Linked DNA regions of Mus musculus: region 2 is linked to region 1. A link is a contact called in public promoter capture Hi-C data. All regions are on one chromosome and are shown on one strand. The core of a region is the stretch at or near the end of the contact, and the rest is flanking DNA. Distances in the headings are between cores, read along the strand shown.

Region 1 (6,945 bases), core at 3,252-5,751:
TTCAGTTCTCAGACCCACCTGTTAGCTCACAACCACCTGAAACTCCAGTTCCAGGGGATCCAATGCCCTCTTTTGACCTAGGTAGGCACCAGGTATACATGAGGTACACAGACATACATGCAGGTAAAATGCTCATAAACATAAAATTCTTACTTTTTTTTTTTTTTTAATCATGAGCCTAAGAAATAATACCAAGAGTCTTGAAAGTTTTGTTATTGTTCTTTTGCAAAATGAAGGACAATCTTGGAACTAAGTGGTCCCCAAATCTACCCCACTAAGAATCAGAGCCTTTCACATACGCACCATAATTAGGGGTCACTGTGTAATAATAATATGCCACTTGATAGTAATCACCCTCTTCCAGCTGCTCTTCATGGTCGTATTCCTGTCCTGCAAGGCACAAGAGTTACAGGTCAGAGCATCTGGAACCCCTTAGCAACAGCACACATGTTGTTGATCACAGAGCTCTCCCAGCTTCTTTCTGCTTCCTCTCCAGAGGTCTCTCCCTGCCTCTGTACATCTATGTTGGCCCAAGTTTCCTGGCATCTAGCTGCGGTGAGGACAGTATTCTGTTTTCAGTGCAGAACTCCCAGGACAGAAAGCAGATTCTTTCACATCCTCTAAGCCCCAAGGGAGATATATGTAAAGCCTTTAAAAGTGGAAGACAGCCGGGCGGTGGTGGCGCATGCCTTTAATCCCAGCACTTGGGAGGCAGAGGCAGGCAGATTTCTGAGTTTGAGGCCAGTCTGGTCTACAAAGTGAGTTCCAGGACACAGAGAACCCCTGTCTCAAAAAACAAAAACAAAACAAAACAAAAAACAAACAACAAAAAAAGTGGAAGACAGAGCCCAAAAAAATTTAGAAAAGCTATATACATTCTATATGTTCCCAAATTTTCCTCATAAAAGACACTCAATGTTTTAGATTTGGTTTTACTTCCAGCTCCACTGCTAGCTAAGCAGAACTTTTCATAAGTCTGCTTCACACCCCCCAACCCCTTTTGAGACAGGGTCTCTCTATGTAGCCCTGGCTGTCCTGAAATTCACTGTATAGATCAGGCTGGCCTCCAGCTCACAGAAACCTGCTTCTGCCTTTGCCTGCCAAATGCCGGCATTAAAGGCATGCAGCACCACAGCTGGGCTCGTATCACCTTCCTTAAAAATAAGTCAGCTGGACCAGATGACCCATCGTAGCGTCTCTCCCCTTCCAAAACTAACACTGTGTGGCTTTGCTTACTGAATCCAGAATTCTAGGCCTTCTGCTAAACACATCCCTCCAACCCCAAACTAAGGACACAGGATTGAAAGGAAAGGAAAACAGTGACACACCTGGCTGAGAACAAAGAGGGGAAGGAGCCAAACTACTCTTGGGATCGTGTCCCTGAAGGCAGCCAGTTTTCTACTGGCCTAAGCCAACCTATACTGGCTTTTCTCTTCTTTTTTTTTTCTTTTTGTTTGAATCACTCTGTAGACCAGGCTGGCCTCGAACTCAGAAATCCGCCTGCCTCTGTCTCCCAAGTGCCGGGATTAAAGGGGTGTGCCACCATGCCAGGCTTCTTTTATTTTTTAAAAGACATTGTTTGCTATGTATCTGTAACCAATGTAGAAACCACCAAGTAAACCAAACTAGCCTAGAATTCACAGAGACCTTTCTGTTTCTGCCTCAGGAATGCTGGGATTAAAGGAGCGAGCCACCACACCAAGCTTGGTTTTGTTTTTTGGTACAGGGGTAATTGTTTGTTTGTTATTTATTTATTTGTTTTTGAGGCAGGGCTTTCTCTGTATAGTCCTGGCTGTCCTGGAACTGGATTTGTAGACCAGGATGGCCTCATACTCAAAGCTCTGCCTGCCTCTGCCTCCAGAGTGCTAGGACTAAAGGCGTGAGCCACCACACCCAGCTGAGGGCTTCTTATTCACCTGGGACTAGTCAGGAACTCACTAAGTAGTCAAGGATGACCTTGAATTTCTGACCCTTTCCCCTCTATGTCTCAAGCGCTGGGCATGTGCCATCCAGCTTGGCTCTCGCACCTATGTCTTTGCTAATAGGAGGTTTGTTTGTTTCCTTGTGCTTTGTGGAAAGGAGAGCCTCTGGCTTCGCTCACTGATGTTGCTCCCTTGACTTCCAAGCGCCCACTTCTTTCCTTTATGGCTCCTCACTCTCCTGCTCAGCTCTGTGGTGACAGGAACAGAAATCTGAGTTCAGTCTTGCCGAAGGAACTCTCTTTAGAGTCCCATCCTCCACCGGCCTGTGTCTTATTTGACAAGACTTCGCTTTGCTTTGCCTTTGGTTTCCTGGCTCCACCTTCCAGATCCCTGCTCTGCCCCCAACCCTGGACTCCAACAGCTGAGAAAAGCAGTACAGCTCCCCGCTGAAATGCCCGACGTACTGCTCTCTGTTTCCTTTTCTCTCATCCCATTTATAGCAAAAGACCTGGCACAAAAGGCCAGGGTCAGAAGGAGACTTACCCAGGATGAGTGGTGCAACAAGGAGGGCTATAAAGAGGACATCCATTCTGGGTTTTGCACTATCACTGTGTAAGTTAAAAGAGGAAATTGCTGTTTCCCACCACACTTACCCCGCCTCCCCTGCTGCTGTGAAGCTGGGAGGGCACTGGAGTGATTCTTCTCCCAGGGGACAGAACTCTCCGCCTACTCGCTCCGTAGATCTTTACATAGCTGCTGGACCTAGAGCCAACCCCCTTAACCCCCTTGTTGGATGCTAACTTGTTATTCCTGGAGAGCCCCTAGCCCTGGATTAGGTCCGCTCAGGACTCCCACTGCTGGGACCAAAGTTCACCCTCTCCTCTCCCCTCCTATGCTTCCTCCCTCTCAATGCTCCCCAAAATCCACCTTCCTTCTTGCAGGCCTTAAGTTACCATTGCTGTGCAGGGTTGCTCTCCACTCTGAGGGAAACATGATCTTTTTTATCATGTTTATCAGCCCCCGCCGGCTGTGCATCCCCTCCCCTCCCCATCCCCTCCCCTGCCAGCTGTGCATCCTTCCTATAACAACTGTACTCCCTATATCCATTGTTCTTGCATTTGTCTATTTTCCCTGGGCTCCTTCCCTTTCTCCAGCCCCTGCTCTTCTCCACTCCCTCACAGGTAGCCCTGGCTATGTCCTTGCACCACATGGTGGATCACAATCATCTGTAGCCGCAGTCCCGAGGGTTCTGATGTGCTCATCTGGCCTCCAAGAGCACCGAGCACATACATGTTGCACAGATATACATGACACAACCCCCTCCCACACACATAAAAATAGCTATTAGAACAAAAGAAAAGCTCCACAAGCCTCACATACCTAGTAAATACTTGCTAAGCATCTAAAATGAGTCCTTGAACACCGTGCAAGTGGCTGTGGGCTCATCATGCACAGATTGTTCCCCACAGCTGCTAACAGCTCACAGAGAAGAGTGGCCCAGACTCAGCCTGTTGAACACACATGGAATCCTGAACACTGGCCAAGATGTTCCCATCCTCCTAACCTTGGGGAACAATGTGTCTAGTGACCGCCAGACCCCCCCAACCCTCCACCCCCCCTACCCTCCCATCCCCCCCACCCCCCCACCTCCACTGATTCCCCTCCTAGTGACTTTTTGCAAAAACCTCCAGGAAGCCCGGTAATCTTTTAAATTTTTCTGTAGTTTGTTGTTGCTTTGTATGTACCCTCAAAAAACGATTTTTCTCATATATGATCAAAATGCTCAGATCCCATCATAGGATTCCTCTGTTCTGCAGACTCCTAAGGACCAACCCGTCCTCATACAAATGATGATTCCTGATAATATGAAATCTCTCTCCCCAGCCTGAGGAAAAGACACCACTCAAGTTTATTTTCCAGACTATAAATAAAGGAAGTATGACATCAAAGGAACCAAGCAGCTCGGCGTGGGGCGGGGGTGGAGGGGATGGGTGTAATTTCCTCTCAGTCCCATTGCTCTAGTTGCTTTGTGACTCCACGATTCCTTCCAAACATTTTCCTAATATTTCTCTCCCGGCTCCTCCTGCTTTTCTCATTCTGTCATTACAGAATACAAGTGGAGGCTTCATTTAAGACGTAATTCCTATACCAGGCTGCCCAAAGAGTTCCAACTTTTAAGCCTAACTTTGATCCCTCAGGATGCTTCTCTGGGTCATTTCCTCTAATTCAACTTAAGAACAATGTCCGTCCCTATCTTCCCACAACCTCTATCCTGTGCTCTTTTTTATTTGTCTCTAGAGTCAAACAGGATCTTCCTCCGACAAAGCTCCTCTAGTAATAGGTAGGGTGGCTATCACCCTTCTCTACCGAAAGAAAGGAAACCGTGGCCAAGGCGCCAGCGAACCCAGGAATCATTGTTCTGATTGGGCCCAGACTCCAGCCTACTCTTCTGAAGCCACTCCCAGCACCAAGAGGAGGGCTCTGAGGATGAGAGACTACAACTCCCAGAAGGCCATGCCGCCATGACCCCGCCTCTGCAGTTCCGCCCCACCAAGTATTCATTGGCCTTCCGGGGGTGGGAATTAGATGGGAGGTGGCCATGGGGCAGCGACCGGGGGTTGTTCCCTCTTCGGCTTCCGTAGACGAGGTCGGGCGGACCTTCGTCCGGGGTTTCGGCACCCCCCCTTCCCCTTCCCCGGGGTCCGGGGGTGACATTGCACCGCGCCCCTCCTGGGGTTGCGTCCTCGCCCCACGCGGACTCCCCCTCGGCGCGCAGCTCCCTTTCGCCTTCCTTGGCCGGGGTTCCCTCCCTTCCCCAGCTGCCCAGTCATGGGGGCTGCTGTGTTTTTCGGATGCACCTTCGTCGCGTTCGGCCCAGCCTTCTCCCTTTTCCTGATCACTGTAGCTGGAGACCCACTTCGGGTTATCATCCTGGTGGCGGGGTGAGTGTCGAGTGGTGGAGACGGGGCCGAACGTAGAGAAAAAGGTGCAGAAAGGGCTGGAGGAACTGGAGCAGGCTTGGGAGCCTGAGTTGGGGGGCAGAAGTCGGAAAAGGTTGGACACAGGGTCAAATCGTGATCTAGGAGAATTTCCCGCAGTCGGCTTCCGCCTTCCAGGGATTTCACAGATTCTTCCTGTAGTCCTCCCGGCAACGTCAGAGAAGGCCCAAGGCCAAGATTAATGAGGGGGCTGTGCTGACCTCGGCCAGCCAAGGATCTTGGAATGGATACCTAGTCTGTCCGTTCATGCCCACACACTTTGACTCTAATGAAGACTCTAACCAGATCTCTACCCTTTCTGCTGCTTTCAGATTCTTACAAATGAGTCTGTTGGTGGAGACACTTATCTGGTCCCTGTCTCCCTTACCATCCGGAAGTCTAACTTCCACTTTTCATACATTCCATCCTTGGCTGGCTCCCTCCTTGATTTTTCCATCTGCTCCTGTCTTTGCCTCTCTCATTGCCCTTGTGTTTTCTCAGAGCCTTTTTCTGGCTGGTCTCCCTGCTCTTGGCTTCTGTGGTCTGGTTCATCTTGGTCCATGTGACAGACCGATCAGATGCACGGCTCCAGTATGGCCTCCTGATTTTTGGTGCTGCTGTCTCTGTCCTTCTACAGGAAGTGTTCCGTTTTGCTTACTACAAGCTCCTTAAGTAAGGACAAGGGGGGCTCTGGAAGGGAGGGGGGACAGTGGTGTGCATGGCGGGAAGTGGGCCAGCCCTGCGATGGTGGTTGGAGTAAGGGTCGTTAAAGGGAGGGTATTGGAGGGGAAGGAACATCCCTGCCCTTCCTTCTGTTTCCCAGGAAGGCAGATGAGGGCTTAGCATCACTGAGTGAGGACGGAAGATCACCCATCTCCATCCGACAGATGGCCTATGGTGAGCCAAGGGAGAGGGACCAGAGGAGGGAGTTGGACACCCCATCCTCTCTTTCTGGGTAATCTAAACAGCCACGTATGCTAAAGTGTTTTTCTTCATACTTGACTTCCAAGGAGAGGCGGTCTGGAGGGAGAGTAGGTATGGTAGACTTTTCCCTGGGCTTGGGGAGTAGGTACTGCTAATGAAGCTGTGGTGGTCCTGGTCGTTGACAAGACCCTCCCCTCCCCCCAGTTTCTGGTCTGTCCTTCGGTATCATCAGTGGTGTCTTCTCTGTTATCAATATTTTGGCTGATGCACTTGGGCCAGGTGTGGTTGGGATCCATGGAGACTCACCCTATTACTTCCTGACTTCAGGTAAGGCCCACTTCTAACCTTGCCTTTGTGCCCTGTCCTTCCCTGGCCCTGACTTACTGCCCTTCCCTGGGAGGCTCCTCTGGCTCACCGTCTCAGGAGGCTGGCAGGCGATCAGGGATGGACATCTTCCCGTCTCCCTCCCCGCAGCCTTTCTGACAGCAGCCATTATCCTGCTCCACACCTTTTGGGGAGTTGTGTTCTTTGATGCCTGTGAGAGGAGACGGTACTGGGCTTTGGGCCTGGTAGTTGGGAGTCACCTTCTGACATCGGGACTGGTGAGTTGGAGACAGGGGCCCGAGTCAGGGAGAAAGCATTTAATAGTGAGCTGGATGGGGTATGTGTTCCCACCTAGTAAGTCACCTTCCCTTACCTGGGGCGGAGGCAGAATCTTGACTTCTGCTACCTTAGCTTCAGTTAGGTCATCCGCTCTGGGGCAGAGTTTGAATTGCTTAGTCGTGTTACCACAGAAGGCTGGAGGTGACTAGAAAGAGCTGAAACCTTGGAGGGAATCTGAACTCAAAAGTTGCCTTAGCTATAAGATGTTAGTGCTTGAAGGGAAACAGGTTTCTGAATGAGATGTCTGAGCAAGGTTGGGTCAGAGGCCCAGAGTGAATGTTGCAGTTAGGTGCAGGGAGAATCTAACCGCTCTTCTGTCCTCATTCTCAGACATTCCTGAACCCCTGGTATGAGGCTAGCCTGCTGCCCATCTATGCAGTCACCGTTTCCATGGGGCTCTGGGCGTTCATCACAGCCGGAGGCTCCCTCCGAAGTATCCAGCGCAGCCTTTCGTGTAA
Region 2 (6,945 bases), core at 1,567-4,066, 270 kb before region 1:
GAGCGAGCAGGGCTGACCAGAGCAAGCAGAGGTCCTAAAATTCAATTCCTAACAATCACATGAAAGCTCACGACACTTTTTCCAGCCTCCGCCTCGGACCCTGCAGCCGCCGCGATGTTGATGCCTAAGAAGAATCGGATTGCCATCTACGAACTCCTTTTTAAGGAGGGCGTGATGGTCGCCAAAAAGGATGTCCACATGCCTAAGCACCCCGAGCTGGCAGACAAAAATGTGCCCAACCTTCATGTAATGAAGGCCATGCAGTCTCTCAAGTCTCGAGGCTACGTGAAGGAACAGTTTGCTTGGAGACATTTCTACTGGTACCTTACGAACGAGGGCATCCAGTGTCCCCGAGACTACCTGCACCTACCCCCGGAGATCGTGCCCGCCACCCTGCGCCGCAGCCGTCCCGAGACCGGCAGGCCTCGGCCCAAAGGTCCAGAGGGTGAGCGACCTGCAAGATTCACAAGAGGGGAGGCTGACAGAGACACCTACAGAAGGAGCGCTGTGCCCCCTGGAGCTGACAAGAAAACTGAGGCTGGGGCTGGCTCGGCCACTGAGTTCCAGTTTAGAGGCGGCTTTGGTCGTGGACGTGGTCAGCCACCTCAGTGAAGTTGGAGTTTATGTTGTATTGAATAAACTTTAAAGAAAAAAAAAAAAAAAGCTCACAACAATCAGAACAGGTACAGTGTACTCATATACATAAAATAAATCTTTTTTAAAAAAGACTTGAACCCCACCCAGTATTTGGGAGGCAGAGGCAAGCAGATCTCCATGATTGTGAGGTCAGTCTGGTCTACAGAGTAAGTTCCAGCAACAGCCAAAACTGTTACATGGAAAAACCAAAAAGGAGAGGAGGAGGAGGAGGAGGAGGAGGAGGAGGAGGAGGAAGAGGAGGAACAGGAGGAGGAGGAGATGATGAGATAATGGCTTAATTTGAAAGGCGGAGGCTGCCCTATGTGTGTATTCATATAAAAGTAATACAGTCCTATCTACTTGATAGATGCTCAAGAACTACTCTATTTCTTTGGTTGCCTTTCGTTTTTGAGACAGGGTTGCACTGTGTAGTCTTGGTTTGCTTCACACTCGAGATACTGTTTCAGCGTCCTTTGTGGGAGTATTATAGACAGGAACCATCACACAGGTTAAGAACTATTATTGAACTATGGCTTTGTTTACATTAGCTGGTATTTAATATGTGTTAAATGTTTACCATGTGCCTAGAACTACCATCTTAAACTCAAGAAATTATGTCTCCACAGAGTGACCCTTAACTGTTAGCATCCTGTCTAAGCTCCACCCCACAGTTACCTGGCAACAGCCAGGAAGGCCTGACCCACTATAAAAGGTGCTGTTTGCCCCTCTAGGTCTCTTGCCCTCTTGGTCTCTTGCTCTTCCCTCTGTCTCCTTGTCCTTCCCCATTCCTTTCCCCCCTTTCCCACGTGCTCACGGCTGCCTCTACTTTTATAATTCTCTACTCTCTCTGCCTTTCTCTACCTCTACTACCCTCTCTCTTGACTCCCCTCCCCATGCCCTGAATATACTCTATTCTATAGTCCTGTGGCTGGTCCCTCAGGGGGCAGGGATGCCTTAGCATGGGCCTGCTGAGGTACCCCCTTCTCCCATACCTCACTGTTGGTATTCTGTCTGGACTCCACCCCCCACAGTTACCTAGCAACAGCCTGGTAGGCCTGGCCCACTATAAAAGGGGCTGCTTGCCCCCTCCTCTCTCTCTTACTTTTGCCTCTTACCCTTTAGTTCCCCCTCTTCCCCCTCTCTCCCCATTCCCTTCTCCTTTCTCTCCATGTGGCCATGGGCTACTTTCTCCCTCTCTCTGCCTTTCTCTGCCTCTACTACCTTCTCTCTCTCTCTCTCTCTCTCTCTCTCTCTCTCTCTCTCTCTCTCTCTGGTTTGTTTGTTTGTTTGTTTGTTTGTTTGTTTTCGAGACAGGGTTTCTCTGTATAACCCTGGCTGTCCTGGAACTCACTCTGTAGACCAGGCTGGCCTCGAACTCAGAAATCCGCCTGCCTCTGCCTCCTGGGTGCTGGGATTCCACCATGCCCGGTTCACTACTACCCTCTCTCTTAACTCCCCTCCCTATACCCTGAATAAACTCTATTCTATACTATACCGTCATGTGGCTGGTCCCTCAGGGGGCAGGGATGCCTTGGCATGGGCCTGAGGCACCCCCTTACCCCATACCTCACCACACCCCCATAGAACATAACCTTATACTTCTCTATATTTCTATAATCACAACACTCACCACAACTCCATAGAACATATCTCCCTTTATGTTTTTATAAATACATCATTAACAGTTATAATTGCCTACATAAGGACTAAAGTGTGAATGAAAACCTTACAAGAAAACTCAAGTCTCCTACAAGCTAGCACTGAGTCCTGGAAAACTGCTGAATATCAGTTTGTCTTCCAATTTTAATTTTTGGTCGTGGGTAACTTGTTCTAACACCGCTCAAGGCTTGAGCCTTTGCACCAGAGAATAAAGGATTTCTATGTTAACCCGGCTCGGATGCAACATTCAGCGACTTGCCCAGGATCTGGCTAATAAACTGAACACAGCTTCAGCCCACCCAAGAAGCAAAAATACCAAAGCTTGCTGTCCTGCCCCTAAGGTCCATGCAGGCTTTTAATTGGTTCTGTGGCTCACTCTCTTTCCCGGTTGGTGTTCTAGCTTGCCTGTCGCTCTAAAGAATCCGCCCACCTCCGGCCAACGCTTATTGGTGTGTCGTTACATCATTGCCCCGTCAAGCCCACTCTCATTGGCTCTCATAGGAGGGGGCGGTCTCAACGTCACGGGCTTGAGCCGCCATTTTGACTGAGCAACCATAGTGACAGGAGCCGGAGCAGCAGCTCAGGTTGTCCCCGTTTCCCCTCCCCCTTCCCTTTTCCGGCTGACTTCCCGGGCCCTGCATTACACAGTCCCGGTTCTGCCATGTCCCAGAAACAAGAAGAAGAAAACCCTGCGGAGGAGACCGGCGAGGAGAAGCAGGTGAGGAGAAGGGGGGACCGGGGGTGGCCGCGCGGGCGGAATACGCCCCCGCTGCCGCTGATTGGCCGCCTCTGCCTCAGGCTGTACAGGGGTTGGCCACTACTAATGTCGCGCAGGCTGCATTTCGGCGCGGCCTAGTGCCCTGATGTCGATTAGTCAAGCCGATTGTCAATCTGTGGGCTCCCCTTTCTTATTGGCCAGTAGGCCTCTATTCAGTTCATGGAAGCCGTTCTATAATTGGGCGAGCTCTGGCGTGGGCGGGTGTTTGGAAAGATGAGGCGAATGAAAGGGGGCTGGATGGTGGTCCAGAGCTGTAAATGAGATGTTTGATTAGTAAAGATAAATACCAGACTGGAGCTCATCCTTCATCCACAGCAAGATAGAGGTCAAAGTGAAGACATTTAAAATGAACCAGCATTGGGGGAGGGGAAAAGAGTAATTATTACCATGGGGTAAGTTCAGGTGGCAACTTCCTTAGACCTGTTTGGTAGGGATGGTTTGTTGTTCACCGTCAGTGACTTATAGATCCGCTCGAATTTCTCCGCAGTGGGATGTGGTCCACCCACCATCGCATTATGAAAACACTAGTGCCAAACCCCTTCTTCGACACCATATTTGAGTTACTTAACACTGAGCTCAGGGACTCATTAAATACACTTAGTGTTATCTCTGACCCTGTTTGTCAAGTGAAAATACACTAGCCAGGAGATGGTGGCGCACGCCTTTAATCCCAGCACTTGGAAGGCAGAGGCAGGCAGATCTCTTGAGTTCTGAGTTCAAGACCAACCTAATATACACCAAGAACCCCTCTCTCAGAAAATATAAAAATAAAAACAACAAGAAAAACTAATGGCATGTTGATTTCTGTTTTCAAGTATATTACTCTGGTAAATATCTTTAGAATAAGCCACATGCCTAGCGTCCTCCACAGTGAGACCATATTGCTTCTTAGAGTGTGAATGAGGAGGGAGCCTCTCAGCAGACAAAAGCTCCCCTGACCTGTAGGACAGCCAGGAACTCTAGTAGTTCCTTTTTTATCTTTCCTGAGTGAGCTCTGGCTTGCTCTATGGTTCAAGTATCATGTTGAGATACTACCTTTAACCTAGTGTTCACAGGTCACGGGTGATTCCTTGAGTGTAATATAAGAACTAACTTGTTTTTCTTTGCTTGATACAGTTATCTTGAGCTTAGGCATTTGAACAAAGGTCTAGCTTTTAAGAGTAGAGGAGCAGGAAAGATTGGTTAGGAACACTCATTGCAGAGCACCTGGGTTTAGTTCCCAGCCCATGGTAGCTCACAACCATGTACAGTTCAGTCTAGGAAACCGGGCCCAGACTGAACTCAGGGCACTGGGCATCCATGTGGTACACAGCCATAGCCATACGAGTCTGCAGAATACATGCACATAAAATAAATAAATCCTTAAATAATACACACACTCAACAGAACAGAGTGTAGATAGCATAATTACAAACAGGTAGACCTCTAAGAAAATTTGATAATACAAAGGTTATCAGATATTAGAAGTCATTGTTTTTCAGCCATTAATTTCACTTGGCGTGTTTTCTTCAGGATACACAGGAGAAAGAAGGGATTCTCCCTGAGAAAGCTGAGGAGGCAAAGCTAAAGGCCAAATATCCAAGCCTAGGACAAAAGCCTGGAGGCTCCGACTTCCTCATGAAGAGACTCCAGAAAGGGGTATGGGACACCCTTATACTGTGGCACCTTGGATGAAGTCCGTAGACATTCTACTGCATGTTTTTCTGTAGCTTTGGTTATTTAGCAGTAGTAAAGATAAATTAGAAACTTGGAAAGAGAAAAGCAAATTATGTGAATCTCTGCAATGATGTTACTTCCCTTCTAACTATAGGAAATGAAGGATTAATGGTGGGCATTTGGGTAGGTGGCAGATGGGGACTGAAGGAAGGATATTAGATACAGAACACCCAAATAGTTCAACTTGCAATAAGGTTCTTTAGTCTGTTAAAAGCTGGCATTACACACTAACCATGCTCCTCAAGAGACTATTGTAGCTGAGTGTGCTGGCTAGCATCTGTGATCTCAGCGCCTGAGCTGAAGCAGGAGGATAACCACACATGCAAGAACAGCTTAGGCTACATAGTAAGTTTTAGAATAGCCAAGGCTAGGCTTGAGAGACGGATCAGAAGTTGAGAGAGCTGGGCTGCTGTGTCCAGAAAGGCAATATTTGGTTCCCAGTACCCATATCAGGCAGCTGGGACTCCAGCTCCAGGAGGTTGTCTGGCTTCCATGGACACATATACAAACATAATTCTTTTAAAAGATTTTGTAATTATCTTTAAAAATTAAAAAAGTGCATGCCGCCGGGCAGTGGTGGCGCATGCCTTTAATCCCAGTACTCAGGAGGCAGAAGCAGGTATATCTCTTGAGATTAAGGCCAGCCTGGTCTGCATAGTGAGTTCCAGGGTTTTTTGAAACCTGTCTCCAAAAAAAAAAAGTAACACAGAGACAATTCTTTTTCCTGTACAGAATGATAGAGGATGTAGCTCATGGGAAAGCACTTGTCTAGCCTGGGTTTAACCTATAAGGCCACAAAAGTGAAGAAACAGCAGCTGGAATGGCCTTCCTTAGCAGTGGAGGGCTGCCTTCACAGCCATCTCCTTCGTGGTCAGGTTTCTCCCTACCATGAGCTGACAGCAGATTATAAGGACAAAGCTGCAGTGTAAAGATGAGATGGAGAGAGAAGCAGCCTCCTGTGGAGAATCCCAGGTGCTCAGTCTTAGTCACAGATGACAGTGTGATGTTGAATTGCAGCTCCTCTTGAGGCGAGCCAGGCGTAGGCAGACAGTCTCACCATGGAACATGTGTGGGAGTGGTGGGAGTCTGGAAAGCTCACTGCCTCACGAGCAAGCCCAGTGCCTAATCCTGCTCTGAGAATATTTTCTAACTCTGATAGTCGGTTTCTGGTTGGTCTCTAGCTGCTGGTAGACCCAGATTGATTCTTCTTGAGTCTTATTCATGCTTTTCCCCAGCACCAAGGTATTGCTTTGGCACCTAGCTGTTACGAATGAAGTAAGTGATTGTAATTGAACCTTCTAGTACTCAGTAAGGTACAAAAGATACAGGAGTTGTCACCTAGGTTCAGGGACACAGCTGCCCCTTATGCAACAAAGGTACATGTTTCTGCTAGTAATCTGCTTATATTCTGACAAGGTCAGAGCATGCTGGGAAATGAACTTACAAGTGAGTAATGTGGACTGTGTGCATGGGGAATACTTAGACAGCTGAGGTAGGTGGGAGCTTATGCTGACGGTAGACAGTGAGTCTCTGCTTTTGGAGAACACCAAGGTTGCACATTCATCTAAACCTCGCTCCTGTCTCTTAGCAAAAGTACTTTGACTCAGGAGACTACAACATGGCCAAAGCCAAGATGAAGAACAAGCAGCTGCCAAGTGCAGGAGCAGACAAGAACCTGGTGACCGGTGACCACATCCCCACCCCACAGGACCTGCCCCAGAGAAAGTCCTCGCTCGTCACCAGCAAGCTTGCGGGGTAACCTGGGCCCCTCTCTTCCCCTTCCTCACCCACTGGACTGTTATATATTGTAGGCAGGGAATGGGCACCTAGTCAGAGCTCAGCTTGCCATCCAGGGGAGACATTCTGCTGGGGGCTTAGGTTGAAGATGGGCTCTGAGTTCATTTCTTTGGGTAAATTGAAACTTGTACACCCTCATGATAGCCCAGTAGAGACCCAAGAGTAGGAAAGACTAGGAGTGCAGAGTGCTGCAGCTTTTCCTGTGGTGAGAATGTGGAAGATGCAAGTTCTCCTGTTGGAGGAGCAAGTCCTTAGACGGGCTATCGTGGAGCAGTGTGACAGGTTCAGTGTCCCAAGGCTGAATTGACATGCTGAGAAAGGTAGAGTGAAGGAGATGCTCTCTGTGCTTCTAAGTGTGC

The links. Promoter capture Hi-C pulls out the DNA fragments that hold promoters and counts their contacts.
Region 2: a promoter capture Hi-C map of pre-B cells shows a contact between it and region 1, with 5 times the contacts expected there. The contact joins the promoter of Ensa here to the promoter of Aph1a in region 1. A contact is called at or near these places in 6 of 39 promoter capture datasets (the C10 cell line, cranial neural crest, liver and 2 more), 1 of 484 Hi-C or Micro-C datasets (embryonic stem cells), 2 of 115 datasets of contacts at active chromatin or transcription factors (microglia and pancreatic cancer cells) and 1 of 9 other capture datasets (adipose tissue).

What each region holds. Positions count from the first base shown.
Region 1 is chr3:95,889,420-95,896,364 of GRCm38.p6, forward strand. It overlaps Aph1a (aph1 homolog A, gamma secretase subunit), which reads left to right and starts at 4,502. Exons shown (of 6, transcript NM_146104.3): 1 at 4,502-4,864; 2 at 5,402-5,572; 3 at 5,724-5,797; 4 at 6,029-6,151; 5 at 6,299-6,426; 6 at 6,818-6,945. The coding sequence starts at 4,752. BC028528 (cDNA sequence BC028528) reads right to left here and starts at 2,536. Exons shown (of 6, transcript NM_153513.4): 1 at 2,466-2,536; 2 at 304-390. The coding sequence starts at 2,511.
Region 2 is chr3:95,622,164-95,629,108 of GRCm38.p6, forward strand. It overlaps Ensa (endosulfine alpha), which reads left to right and starts at 2,817. Exons shown (of 4, transcript NM_019561.2): 1 at 2,817-3,013; 2 at 4,586-4,711; 3 at 6,378-6,544. The coding sequence starts at 2,957. It also overlaps the pseudogene Rps10-ps1.